Regions from separate parts of the Mus musculus genome. Here all the other regions are linked to region 4. Evidence: chromatin contacts called from public HiChIP or PLAC-seq data. All regions are on one chromosome and are shown on one strand. The core of a region is the stretch at or near the end of the contact, and the rest is flanking DNA. Distances in the headings are between cores, read along the strand shown.

The links. HiChIP or PLAC-seq counts read pairs in DNA pulled down with a chosen protein or histone mark.
Region 1: a contact with region 4 is called in a BATF HiChIP or PLAC-seq map of CD8 T cells, with 6 read pairs. The contact joins two enhancer-like sites. A contact is called at or near these places in 2 of 115 datasets of contacts at active chromatin or transcription factors (CD8 T cells and embryonic stem cells) and 1 of 9 other capture datasets (adipose tissue).
Region 2: a contact with region 4 is called in a BATF HiChIP or PLAC-seq map of CD8 T cells, with 10 read pairs. The contact joins two enhancer-like sites. A contact is called at or near these places in 2 of 39 promoter capture datasets (the C10 cell line and epiblast stem cells), 1 of 15 datasets of contacts at CTCF or cohesin (CD8 T cells), 2 of 484 Hi-C or Micro-C datasets (CD4 T cells and embryonic stem cells), 3 of 115 datasets of contacts at active chromatin or transcription factors (CD8 T cells, intestinal villus epithelium and stem cell-derived neural progenitor cells) and 3 of 9 other capture datasets (adipose tissue, liver and pancreatic islet).
Region 3: a BATF HiChIP or PLAC-seq map of CD8 T cells shows a contact between it and region 4, with 9 read pairs. The contact joins two enhancer-like sites. A contact is called at or near these places in 1 of 15 datasets of contacts at CTCF or cohesin (CD8 T cells), 2 of 484 Hi-C or Micro-C datasets (CD4 T cells and bone marrow-derived macrophages), 12 of 115 datasets of contacts at active chromatin or transcription factors (CD4 single positive thymocytes, CD8 T cells, the HPC-7 cell line and 9 more) and 1 of 9 other capture datasets (embryonic stem cells).

What each region holds. Positions count from the first base shown.
Region 1 is chr14:121,731,016-121,733,715 of GRCm38.p6, forward strand. It overlaps a transcript of Dock9 not described here. Among named protein-coding and RNA genes, the nearest start is that of Dock9, 34 kb to the left of the region's middle. Within about 2 kb of position 1,361, at least 116 of the 459 cell types and tissues checked have an H3K27ac peak or open chromatin away from gene starts, as enhancers often do. A contact at or near this core is called in CD8 T cells, where this site is marked.
Region 2 is chr14:122,041,108-122,043,813 of GRCm38.p6, forward strand. No RefSeq gene overlaps it. Among named protein-coding and RNA genes, the nearest start is that of Timm8a2, 7.8 kb to the left of the region's middle. Within about 2 kb of position 1,359, at least 30 of the 459 cell types and tissues checked have an H3K27ac peak or open chromatin away from gene starts, as enhancers often do. A contact at or near this core is called in CD8 T cells, where this site is marked.
Region 3 is chr14:122,072,277-122,075,019 of GRCm38.p6, forward strand. No RefSeq gene overlaps it. Among named protein-coding and RNA genes, the nearest start is that of A330035P11Rik, 33 kb to the right of the region's middle. Within about 2 kb of position 1,400, at least 66 of the 459 cell types and tissues checked have an H3K27ac peak or open chromatin away from gene starts, as enhancers often do. A contact at or near this core is called in CD8 T cells and T-cell acute lymphoblastic leukemia, where this site is marked.
Region 4 is chr14:121,897,472-121,900,171 of GRCm38.p6, forward strand. The region is part of intron 1 of Ubac2 (ubiquitin associated domain containing 2); the gene reads left to right. Among named protein-coding and RNA genes, the nearest start is that of Gm46485, 15 kb to the right of the region's middle. Within about 2 kb of position 1,255, at least 47 of the 459 cell types and tissues checked have an H3K27ac peak or open chromatin away from gene starts, as enhancers often do. A contact at or near this core is called in CD8 T cells and T-cell acute lymphoblastic leukemia, where this site is marked.

The DNA of each region.
Region 1 (2,700 bases), core at 111-2,610, 170 kb before region 4:
TGTAAATCTAGGTCCAAGGTCTTATGGCAGTTGAGATCAAAGCCCATGCAGATATCCTTGGTCTGGATGGCTGCCTGAGGCACTGTGCTGATATGGCCCCACCCCTTGCCTGGGTAACACAGTAGAGCTGACCCTGACTGCAGGGGAGTGGGTGGGCTGACCAGAGGGTGTGAGAGTGGGAAGCTGACCCCGCCTCTCATCTGCTGTAGGGTGGTAGGGGCAGGGAAGAGAAGCTCTCCCCCCACCTCACCCCTCAATGCCTGCAGCAGGCGGGTGAACATCCTCCAAGGTCAAGAGCCAGAGAGGTGGCCCTGCTCCTTTCTAGCTGCAGAACTCTGGAGAGGGAGCCCTACACCTTGCCTGGGCAACACGATAGAGCTGGCTCTGGTGGCAAAGGCACAGAACAGGTATATGAATCTGGTGGGGCAGAGAAAGACACAATTGAGACCCTACTAACATCAATGCTTTTTTTAATGAGCATATCTGTGATCTATATATATGGATGATACCCTGAAATATTTTGTCTTGAGATATTTATACCAATCGTTTTCTCTGTACAGTGGACATAAGGCTCTCAATTTCCACAATCAGTGTTTTCTGCCTGTTATAGTTTAATGAGTGCTAAAATAAATAAATCTCACTGTTAAGTAAAATGGTGCATACTGATGAAGCCTTGGAGCAGGTCTTCCTCTGCAGTAGACAGGCCCCGCCCTCTCCCCACTCTGCAGCAGGCAGGTTCTGCCCTTCTTCCTCTGCAGCAGACAGGTCCCATCCCCACCTCTTCTCCAACAGACAAGTCCCACCCCTCCCTTCTTCCTCTGCAGTTTGTTAGGACCCGCCCCTCCTCCACTGCAGACAGTTCCTGCCTCATCTTTTTCTGAAATAAATAAGCCCCTCCCCGTCTTCCTCTACAGTTGATAGATCCCGCCCCCTCCTCCTCTGCAGACAGGTCATATCCCTCCTCCTCTGTAGTTGATAGGTCCAGCCCCTCCTCCTCTGTAGTAAACAGGTCCCGCCCCCTCCTCCTCTGTAGTAAGCAGGTCCCGCCCTTTCCTCCTCTGCAGCAGACAGGTCCTGCCCCCTCTTTCTCTGCTGAATGAAGGCTGCATGGCCAAGCAGTTGCAACTACACAGCAGAGTACCCACAGCTAAGATGCAGGGGGAAACTCAGACTGAGAGCCAACTGCGCCTCGAAAACATCAGCCCAACTCACTGCAGTGATCTAAACAGAGAGTTGAATCCACTGAGCATCATGAGGAAAGGCACTGAAGGAACACGGAAAACAAACTATCCACAGCCAAGGTCCTGCAGCGAGCGCTGGAACCTTGCAGGCAGTGCTGAGGCGTTGGTGGGTGCCCCAACACCGGAAAGCCACGAGGCTCCTCCCACCAGATGCAGCAAGGCAGGCAGAGGGTATTACTGAAGAACAATTACAACAAAGCCCAGCTTTTACTCTTCCCAAATGCCTCAAGCTCTTTAACACACCACCATTTTGCATTTACACCTTCTGCCTGCCCCCTAGTTCAATGCACCCCATCCCAAAGATATATACAGACACAAAAGAGAAGGGTGTCATCTATTCTGTGCTCTTCGAACAGTATCCAATGTCAAATGGCTGTTAATTAGCATACAAGTCAAAAGACCTTCACAGTCAATGGTTTTTGTAAGAACTAGAAAGGACCAAGTCTGAAGGAAGTTAAGTACTCAGAAAAATCTTGATGCTATGAAAGGCTAAATTCTATACTAGTTTAACCATGAAAAAAACTTCAATTTTAAGGTAGTAGGGACAAAAACTAAAATATTAAATTTACAATGAGCAAAATAAAGAGTTGCATTATCCCAGTATGATAATGGGATATAAATAACATGATAATAAATGATATACATAATGAAAGAAACTCAAGGGTCTGGAGAGACGGCTCAGTCAACAAAGGCCCTTCAAGTAGGACCTGAGTTCAATCCCTAAGAACCACATAAAAATGGCAGGTGCACTTGTAATTAGCACTGAGGGGTTAGAGACAGGCTCGCTGGCCAGTCTGGCCTTAGCAGTGAGCTCTGGGCCAAGGAGAGAACCTGTCTCAAATGAAGTGTACAGTGTTCCTGAGAATGGCACCAAAGATTTCCTCTAGCCTCCATGTGTGCAGCAGAAGTACATGTACACACAGGTACACACACGCACGTGTTCACGCGAGCGTGCACACACACACACACACACACACACCAAGAAAAATTGAAGACTAGTCGTTTTTTTTTTCTTCCTTTGTGCCCTTACTCCCGGTATGCAGCAGCAATCCGGTTCTAACTGACCAGCCTCTCTTTCCCTCAGCTATGATCAGCAGAAACACAATATATCACACACAGCAACACAAGAGGTGTTTACTTCTCCCACAACTACAGAAAGGAAGTCAAACTTGACAGTGCTGGCCTTGAGCAGAATGGGACTTTCTCAGAGGAAGAAAGTGGAACTGGCAATGTCTGCTTCAGCTTACGAGCTTTCCCTGCAGTGGAAGGTTTAGATGGACTGGCCTCCTGCCAGACAACCTATGTGCCACCCTCACATCAGCTACAGCAGCCTGGATGTGAGCATCTCCAGGGCTGCCGCTTGTCCAGCAAGAACAAGCAATCAGGACAAACTCCCAATGCACTGAGCTAATACGTCCAATTACTCTGTAAAGCAAAAATCCCGAGGAAAAATCTATAC
Region 2 (2,706 bases), core at 109-2,608, 140 kb after region 4:
CAGAAAGAGAGAGAGAATGAGAATGGGAATTGTACTTCCACAACCTCTGCAAACAGTGGCACCAGGGGTGACAAGTATACAAGTATCTGAGCTTATGGGGGAACATTTCTCATTCAGACAACCACAGCATCTTCGCAGTGTGTTAAAGCTTTCCTTGTTAGTTTTTTTTTTTTCTTTTTAGCTATGAGTACGTATGCATCTCTGTGTCTAAGTATGTGCAGGTGAGTGCAGGTATCTGGGGAAGCCAGAAGGGGTCCCCAGATTCTGCAGGGGCTGGAGTTGCAGCAGCCACTCCATGTGGATGCTTAAGAACTGAAACTTAGGCCCTCTGCAAGAGCACTGTGTGCTTTTACCCACAGAGCCATCTCTCCAGCACTTCCTGTTTTAACTTACTGCAGGTTTCCATCATTTTAGAAAGAGACCATCAGGGCTGGGAGATGGCTCAGTTGGTAAGGTGCTTGCCTTGCAAGTAGGACATCCTGAGTTCAATTCTTGGAACTCCGTTTTAAGAAAAAGTACATGCAGTGTTTACCCGACACACAAAGAGAGGGGGATTTTAGAGTCTGTGGGGGACCATCCTCGAACTCTAGATCTGAATGCCTCTGTGGTTTTGTTATCAATAAAGTAGAAAACAACTGGGACCTTGGGTGACTCAGCTAAAATTAGGGAAACCTCCTGATCTCCAGGATGAAGTGGAGACCAGAGGAGAGGCTAAGAGGCTTTAAAGGAGTACAGGTAAGAGTGTGAAGGGCAGATGACTGGGAGAACTGGCTGCCCGGGTCTTTGTTTATTGTGTAAAATTTGGGGGTGGGGGAGGTTTAGGTGGAATTGGGGTGGCATAGGGTTCTGGGCATAAAAACTGGGTTTCCCATGTGAAAAGCCAGGCTATTCCTTCCCAGGCCCTCACACTTATGTGCTTAGTGGAGACTCTGCTGGGAAGACAGAACCCCACACTGTGTGAAATGAAAGGCAAGCACTCATGGAGAAGCCCCGCCAGTCCCGCCCTCGTGGGTCTGGTGCCTTGCTGGATGATGTGTAATGGGCTGAGGTAGCAGGGCAGATGTGTGGCCCAGGTCTTAGGTATGTGTTTTAGGTGGGGAATAGCATACTGGGCTCTACTGTTGTTGGTTTATTTCTCTTCTTTTCTGGGCTGAGGAGAAATGACTCAGCCGTATTCTATTGTCACTGGTTTATAGTCTAGTTTCAGAACTTGACGGTATCTTGGTTTTTCCCACTATTTAATGAAGGACCAACTCTGCTTTATCTGTTAGCATCTTGTGATCTTTGCGTAAAGGACAGAGTTTGAAAATATTCCCACCCTCTACACACGCGGCCAACTCCCCACCCCCCTGCCTACCCTGACATTTCCTCTCCTAAGGAGTAGGGCTTATGGTAAAGGCAGGCACTTTAACCGCTGGTTGGTAAACTCAGCCCTGGGGACTTATTTTCTTGTAAGGAGGGAGGGAGAGTTCCCCCTTTGTCCTGTAGCTACTTTATAGGATGTCATCCCTGCCTAGAGTTTTCTGCCCCCTTGCTGTCTCGGAGAGCAGCAGAAGGCAGATGAAGCAGCGACACCCTGGTCTGACCAGAGCTGAGAGTCAAGTTTGTTGCCCACAGATACAGAGTGCCATGTCGTTGTCCTGGAAGGAGGACTTGCAGCAACAGTAGGGAAAGAAAAATTAATGGGGTTTCGGTGTGTTGTGCAGGAGAGATCTGGGAAGTCCTGGCGTTCCCTAAGAGGAGCCCAGAGTCTGTCAGTTGAGAAACTGCTCTGGAAGCCTTGGTTGAGAGTGGGGAAGGAAGTGGGCTCTCTAGAAAGATGGTAAACTTCTGTTTGTTTACTCAGAGCCACGCAAATCATTCCTGCCAGAAGAGCACCTCTTTTTTTTTTTTAATATTTTTTATTATGTATTTTCCTCAATTACATTTCCAATGTTATCCCAAAAGTCCCCCATACCCTCCCCCCCACTCCCCTACCCACCCACTCCCACTTTTTGGCCCTGGCGTTCCCCTGTACTGGGGCATATAAAGTTTGAGTGTCCAATGGGCCTCTCTTTCCAGTGATGGCCGACTAGGCCATCTTTTGATACATATGCAGCTAGAGTCAAGAGCTCCGGGGTACTGGTTAGTTCATAATGTTGTTCCACCTATAGGGTTGCAGATCCCTTTAGCTCCTTGGTTACTTTCTCTAGCTCCTCCATTGGGGGCCCTGTGATCCATCCAACTGTGAGCATCCACTTCTGTGTTTGCTAGGCCCCGGCCTAGTCTCACAAGAGACAGCTATATCAGGGTCCTTTCAGCAAATGCTTGCTAGTGTATGCAATGGTGTCATCGTTTGGAGGCTAATTATGGGATGGATCCCTGGATATGGCAGTCTCTACATGGTCCATCCTAGAAGAGCACCTCTTAAAAGGGTTTGCAAGGCAGGCAAGCACAGATTTGCCTAGTGGGGCACAGGCAGGACAGCCAGGATACCTGCTGTCAGGAATTACCCAGGCAGAGGCTAGGCAGAGGCTGTGGGTCCTGGCTTAATAGGTTTATCCACCTAAAGTTTTGGGGTCCCTTTGAGGAGAAGTTGCTAGTCTGTGATTGGCTCACAGCTTTTACACCTCACCTTTAGCACTGACTGCAAAATAGGTTTATGCTGGACACGTTACGCTAATAAGCAGTTCCTTGGAAGGCCGGGCGTGATGGCGCACGCCTTTA
Region 3 (2,743 bases), core at 150-2,649, 170 kb after region 4:
AATTAAATGGGGGGAATGGTTAAAATGAATTAAATTTCTAAAACTCAGCAAGCCTCCAATGAAATGCTTTTCCCCCCATAAGTTTTCTTGCTCATGTGTCTCTCCACAGCAGTAGGACAGTGATTAAGACAGCCCCATTCCAGTCGAAGCCCCTCCTTCTACTCTAGATCCATTTCCCTTTAAACACTCCCAACTTAGTCCCGCCTAGGGCAGGACTGCTGGTTATGTCTGGATCCACTGCCACCTTACTATAAGGAGTAGAGCCCAACCAAACATTCTCTCAGGGTGAGACTCTACGGACGTGAGTGTAAAGAACTTAGATTACTTTAGGAGACCCTCAAGGAAACAGCACCTATGTCATATCTTCACAGTATAATCTTGCTTCCTCACCTTATACTCGTTTTCTCAAACATCCAGCAAACAGATGCCAGCTTAGAGGACTACATATTCCTTGATGCCCCTGAATATCTAGCTTGCTTATACTAAGTGTGCCTCCCCACCCCCACTGGGGAGTTATACTCCCACTCTGTGTAGGCTGGTCTGTTATCCCTGGGTATGTGTGTTTGTAACAGAGAGGGAGAACCCATACAAGGGTTAAATGAGCTCCGATTCTTGTCCTGGTCCTAGTGTAGTTAGTACACCTCAGCCATTATTGTTGGGAACTCAAGCTCCCAGGTAGATTTAGACCCAGGTTATTTGGAGAAGTGTATTTCCAGACTAGAGAGTCAAGTCCACTCCCTTTTAGAGGTAGGCCTCCTAGAGGGGGCTGAACCTTTTTGTGAAACAGGGAGGTCTTATGAAACTTGTTGCTTCTATGCTAATCGGTCTAGAAACACCAGGGAAAGCCTAGCAATGGTCAGAAATAACATAAAGGAGACGGAAAAGGAAAGACATTGAGTCCAATAACTGCCATCAATCCCTATCTTCCTGATCACCTTGGCTGACCACCCTGGTCTCTTCCATCACCTGCCCCTTAATCCCCCTCTAGGCCCTAGCTGTTGGCCCTTGTATCCTTAACAACCTGGCTACCTATTCTAGAAAAGGAATCAGTTCAGTAAAACTTGTAGTCCTCAGGGGACACTATAACCGTCCTTTCCCAGGACGAGTCTACCATTTGACCCATGCATGTGGAGCTGGCAGAGAATGTGACGAGAACTTCAAGTTGACTGTGGTGAGTCCATCCTGATACCTCAAATGCATTTTGTCTCATTAGGAGGAAGTTAAAAAAAAAATTCAAGGCTATGATGTGGGTTCTTTTCAGGGGTCAGCCTGGCCTCAGTATCAGCTAGTTGTGTATTTTGGCTTTTGCAACTATCTGCTTAGCTTGCAGCTGTGGGCAGGGAACCTTGGGGACTTCCCACCCAGGATGTGGGCCCTGAGAAAGGCTTGAGACTGCACTTGGGTCTCGAATACCCAGGTGTAGTCACCAACGGACTAGAATAGACTTTCGGTTGGCTCATAACTGTGTACATGAGACCTTCTCTGGTGGGAACCCAGCAACATTAAATCAAGCGATCCTCTCATTTCCACTACCCTGATGCTGGAGTTACGGGCACATTCAACTGTGCTGAACTTTGTCTGCAGGGTACAGAGTGTTTGAATCCAGGTCTTTATGCTTGCGCAGCAAGCATCCCTATCCACTGAGCCATACCTTCAGCCCTAAAAGTTTTGTTTTTAAATGGAGATGTTTGCTTTTCATTTTTTTTGAGATGGTTTCATGTAACCCAGGGTGGCCTCAAATTTGCTGCATAGCTGAGGGTGACCTGGAACTCCCGATTCTCCTGTTCTCTAAGTTACTGGGATTATAGATCTCTATACTGCTGAGAGTGGAGAGACTGCTTGTAGTCCCAGGAATCCATGCTAGCAGCCATCAGTGTCTGCCCTAATGCCTGTAAATCAGCCCGATGCAGCGTTGAAATGAATCCAGCTTTGTTTCTGAAAACATACCAGACACCAATAGCTTTGAGCTAGATAGGACCTCTCCTCTACCTAGTGTGGGTTTTATTTTCTTCAAATAGAGAGCCCTCGGTGTTCTCTAAAGGTCAAGAGAGGATCCGATGTACTTATTACCCAGTACCAAGAGTACAGCGTTCTTATTAGCACTCTGGGGGCATAACTCCAGTGACTGAGTCATCCAAACAAGAATGGATCGTGGGGTGGGGGGTGGGGACATCCCAGTCCCAGGGCACTTTGTAAAACGAGTGTGACTTTTCAAATGAATAATACAGCAGTGCTAAGAGAGGGGGCGTGCAGCCAGGATATGGGCAGAGGAGAAACTGGCAGGGGTAGATTTCTGGGCGTGAGCCTTTTGATGTCCACATGCGCATGCGTGGGAGCAAGCCTGGCTCCAAAGAGATGAAGAAAACTAGGAGTGGACGTCACTTACCCCAGCTCTCATTCCATCCCGATGCAAAGGCAAATGCAAACACCAGAGTGTTCTTGATGTGCCCAACGTGACTGATCTGACTCAAGCAGATGGAGACATTGGGACACACGACGGTGACTGTCCTGGCGGACGCCTTTTTCTCCTCATCTAGAAGTTTCTTTTGCCTTGACCATCTGAGGGTAGCCAAGCGTTCCGTCATAATTTTCTCTTAATAATTTTGCAAGCAGTTGACATTGGACTTACTCGGACAAGTCAGCCAGCTAATTCTATTATATTTGGAGAGAGTTTCATAAATCCCCATTTTATGGATTTCTAGTGCCAGAGTGAAGCATCAAAACATGGCAGCCCCTAACGTGC
Region 4 (2,700 bases), core at 5-2,504:
GTGTGAGAGAGAGAGGAATGTGAGAAAGTGTGTGTGAGTGTGTGTGTGTGTGTGAGAGAGAGAGAGGGAGAGAGAGAGAGAGAGAGAGAAAGAGGAGAGAGAATGTGAGAGAGAAAGTGTGTGTATGTGAGAGAGAGGAGAGAATGTGAGAAAGTGTGTGTGAGTGCATGTGTGTGTATGTGAGAGAGAGGAGAGAATGTGAGAAAGTGTGTGTGAGTGCATGTGTGTGTGTGTGTGAGAGAGAGGAGAGAATGTGAGAAAGTGTGTGTGAGTGTGTGTGTGTGTGTGTGTGTGTGAGAGAGAGAGAGAGAGAGGGAGAGAGAGAGAATATGAATGAGAATGCGTTTGAGCTTTCTACCATAGTGACAGGTGCCTGGGAAGAACAATTTCAGAGAGGAAAGATTTGCTTCAGATCATGGCTTTAGAAATGCTCTCCTGTAGGGCTGTGTGAGGCAGGGTACCGTGGTGGTGAGGGTGTATGATGGAGAGGGTTGCTTCATGGGTGGGTGGAAGAATGGAGAGAGAGGCTGTGTTGGTTGCCACAGAGGGTGGAGGGGAAGGGGAAGAAGAAGGGAAGGGGAAGAGGGAGAGAAGAGATGGAGGAGGACACTTGGAGAAGCACAGTTCTACAGCAGGCCATTTGCCTCTGAGTTAACCCAGTGATGTTTAGTCCCAGTGCCATCCAGGCACTGACCACACCATGCTGCTCTCAGACCAGGCTTTCAGTAGCCTTTGGGGGTGGTTTCACATTAACACACAGTTACACGTCTTAGTTTTGATCATTTCAGCATGTAGTAAGTGTGCACCACACTGTTCTGCTGTCTCCATTCGAAGTTGCATGTGCTTGTTATGGACAAGGCACCGCTGTGATTCGTTAGTGCTTATTTATTTATTTAATGTTTTATTTGACACTACTAGTGTTCTGCCTGCTTGTATGCTATGTGTGAGGGCATCAGATCCCCTGGAACTGGAGTTATAGATAGCTGCGAACTGCCATGTGGGTGCTGGGAATTGAACCCCGGGCCTTTGGAGGAGCAGCCAGTGCTCTTAACCACCGAGGCATCTCTCTAGCCCCTGTTAGTGCTTCTCGTGACCGTCTATGTGTCTTTCTCGTAACCGACAGCAGGACTGTGGTGCTGCATGGCAGTGAAATGTAGGATGTGGTCGTGGTAGGATCAGATTGCCGGGGTTTGACTTGTAATTCCGCTGGTTGGTTGCTTGCTAGGCTGCTGTGAGATTCTTCTTGTGCATCTTCTCTGTATGCTCAACCTCAGAGCTCACTCAGTCTTCCTGGAGTGCCACGTGGTGTAAGCTTCTGATTATGCTTGCTTCTTCATTTCTCCAGTAAGGCTCTTTCCACCCCACCGACACCTCAGTCGTCTAGACTGTTGGTACAAATGTAACTCTACCAGGTGCATTTGCCAGGCTTCTCACAAAGTCCTTGCTGATCTGTCACATTTGCTGGGAGCCAACCGGATAAAAAAAGTTGCTAGTTCTTTGAGAGTTTTGTACAATACATTTTGGTCAAAATCACCTCTCAACTTTTCCCAGACCTTTTCTTTGCCCACCTAGCTCTGTGACCTTTTACAAACACCAAAACCCTCAAGATAATTTGTGCTGCCAAAATATTCTTGGATATATGGTTTTCTCCTAGAGTGTGATCAGTGTACTTGGGGCTGTATTCCCAGAGAAAATGCTCTTCTCTCCACAGCTCACAGTTGTCAGCAGCTTTGCTGTTAGGGGTGGGACTGTGTGCTCTATACTCCTGAGAGCAGGTCCTTGGGGCTTGCTGAGTTCATGCAGACAGCGGGGATGGGGGGAGTGGGGGGGTTGGGTGTGTGTGTGTGCTTTCCCAGTCACCGTCACCACCTCTGCTTTCACACTCTTTCCGCCCCCCTCTTCCTCAGTGATCTCTGAGCCTTGGTGGGTGGAGGGTATACATTTTTGGGCTGAATAGTCTATAATCTTTTACTCTCTGAAGCTTGGCTAGTTGTAGGTCTGTGTTAATTACTTTCTATTGCTAATAGAAGCTTCTCTGAGCGATCCATTGGACTGAACAGGGTGTGCCAAAAGTGGTTCAGGAACTTGATGATGCTATCTTGTGTGCCCCCCTGCCCCACCCTCCAGGCCCTTCACTTTGGTGCTGTGCACATCCCAAAGCTAACTGCCTGCCAGCTTTGTCACATCTTCCCTGTCCTGAGTGCCCAAGCTCAGGCCCTTGTTGTTATGCAAAGTCACTTACTTCTTCTGTGTAGTGCTCACCTTGAGGGTTATTTTGAGAGTTAGACTGTGATTCGTTTATTTACCATCAACGGTACTGAATACCAGGTGTTGTTTGAACTGTGGGGATAGAATAAGGAACAGACAGAGAAACCTTCTGCCATCATAGAGTCTGTCCGATGATGGAGACGGGTTAAACGAGCACTGTGAAACTAGCACAGCAGAGTGAAGCCCTGAGGGAGGTGTGTGCAGTGGGCCCTGGTCGTGAGCAGACCGTTCTGGAGAGGTGGGGAGAGGTGCCCAAGGCCCTGGTACAGGAAGGAGTGAGTGCCAGGAGCAAGGCAATAAGAGTAAACAGGGCTAGCGTGTGTGTTAGTGCTAGAGGCAATGTAGAGCCGAAGGGGGGGGGGGAGGGCTTGTGTTTTCCTTAACATACCGTATTTTATTTAAATTTTATTTTTGAAATTGTAATTATACAAA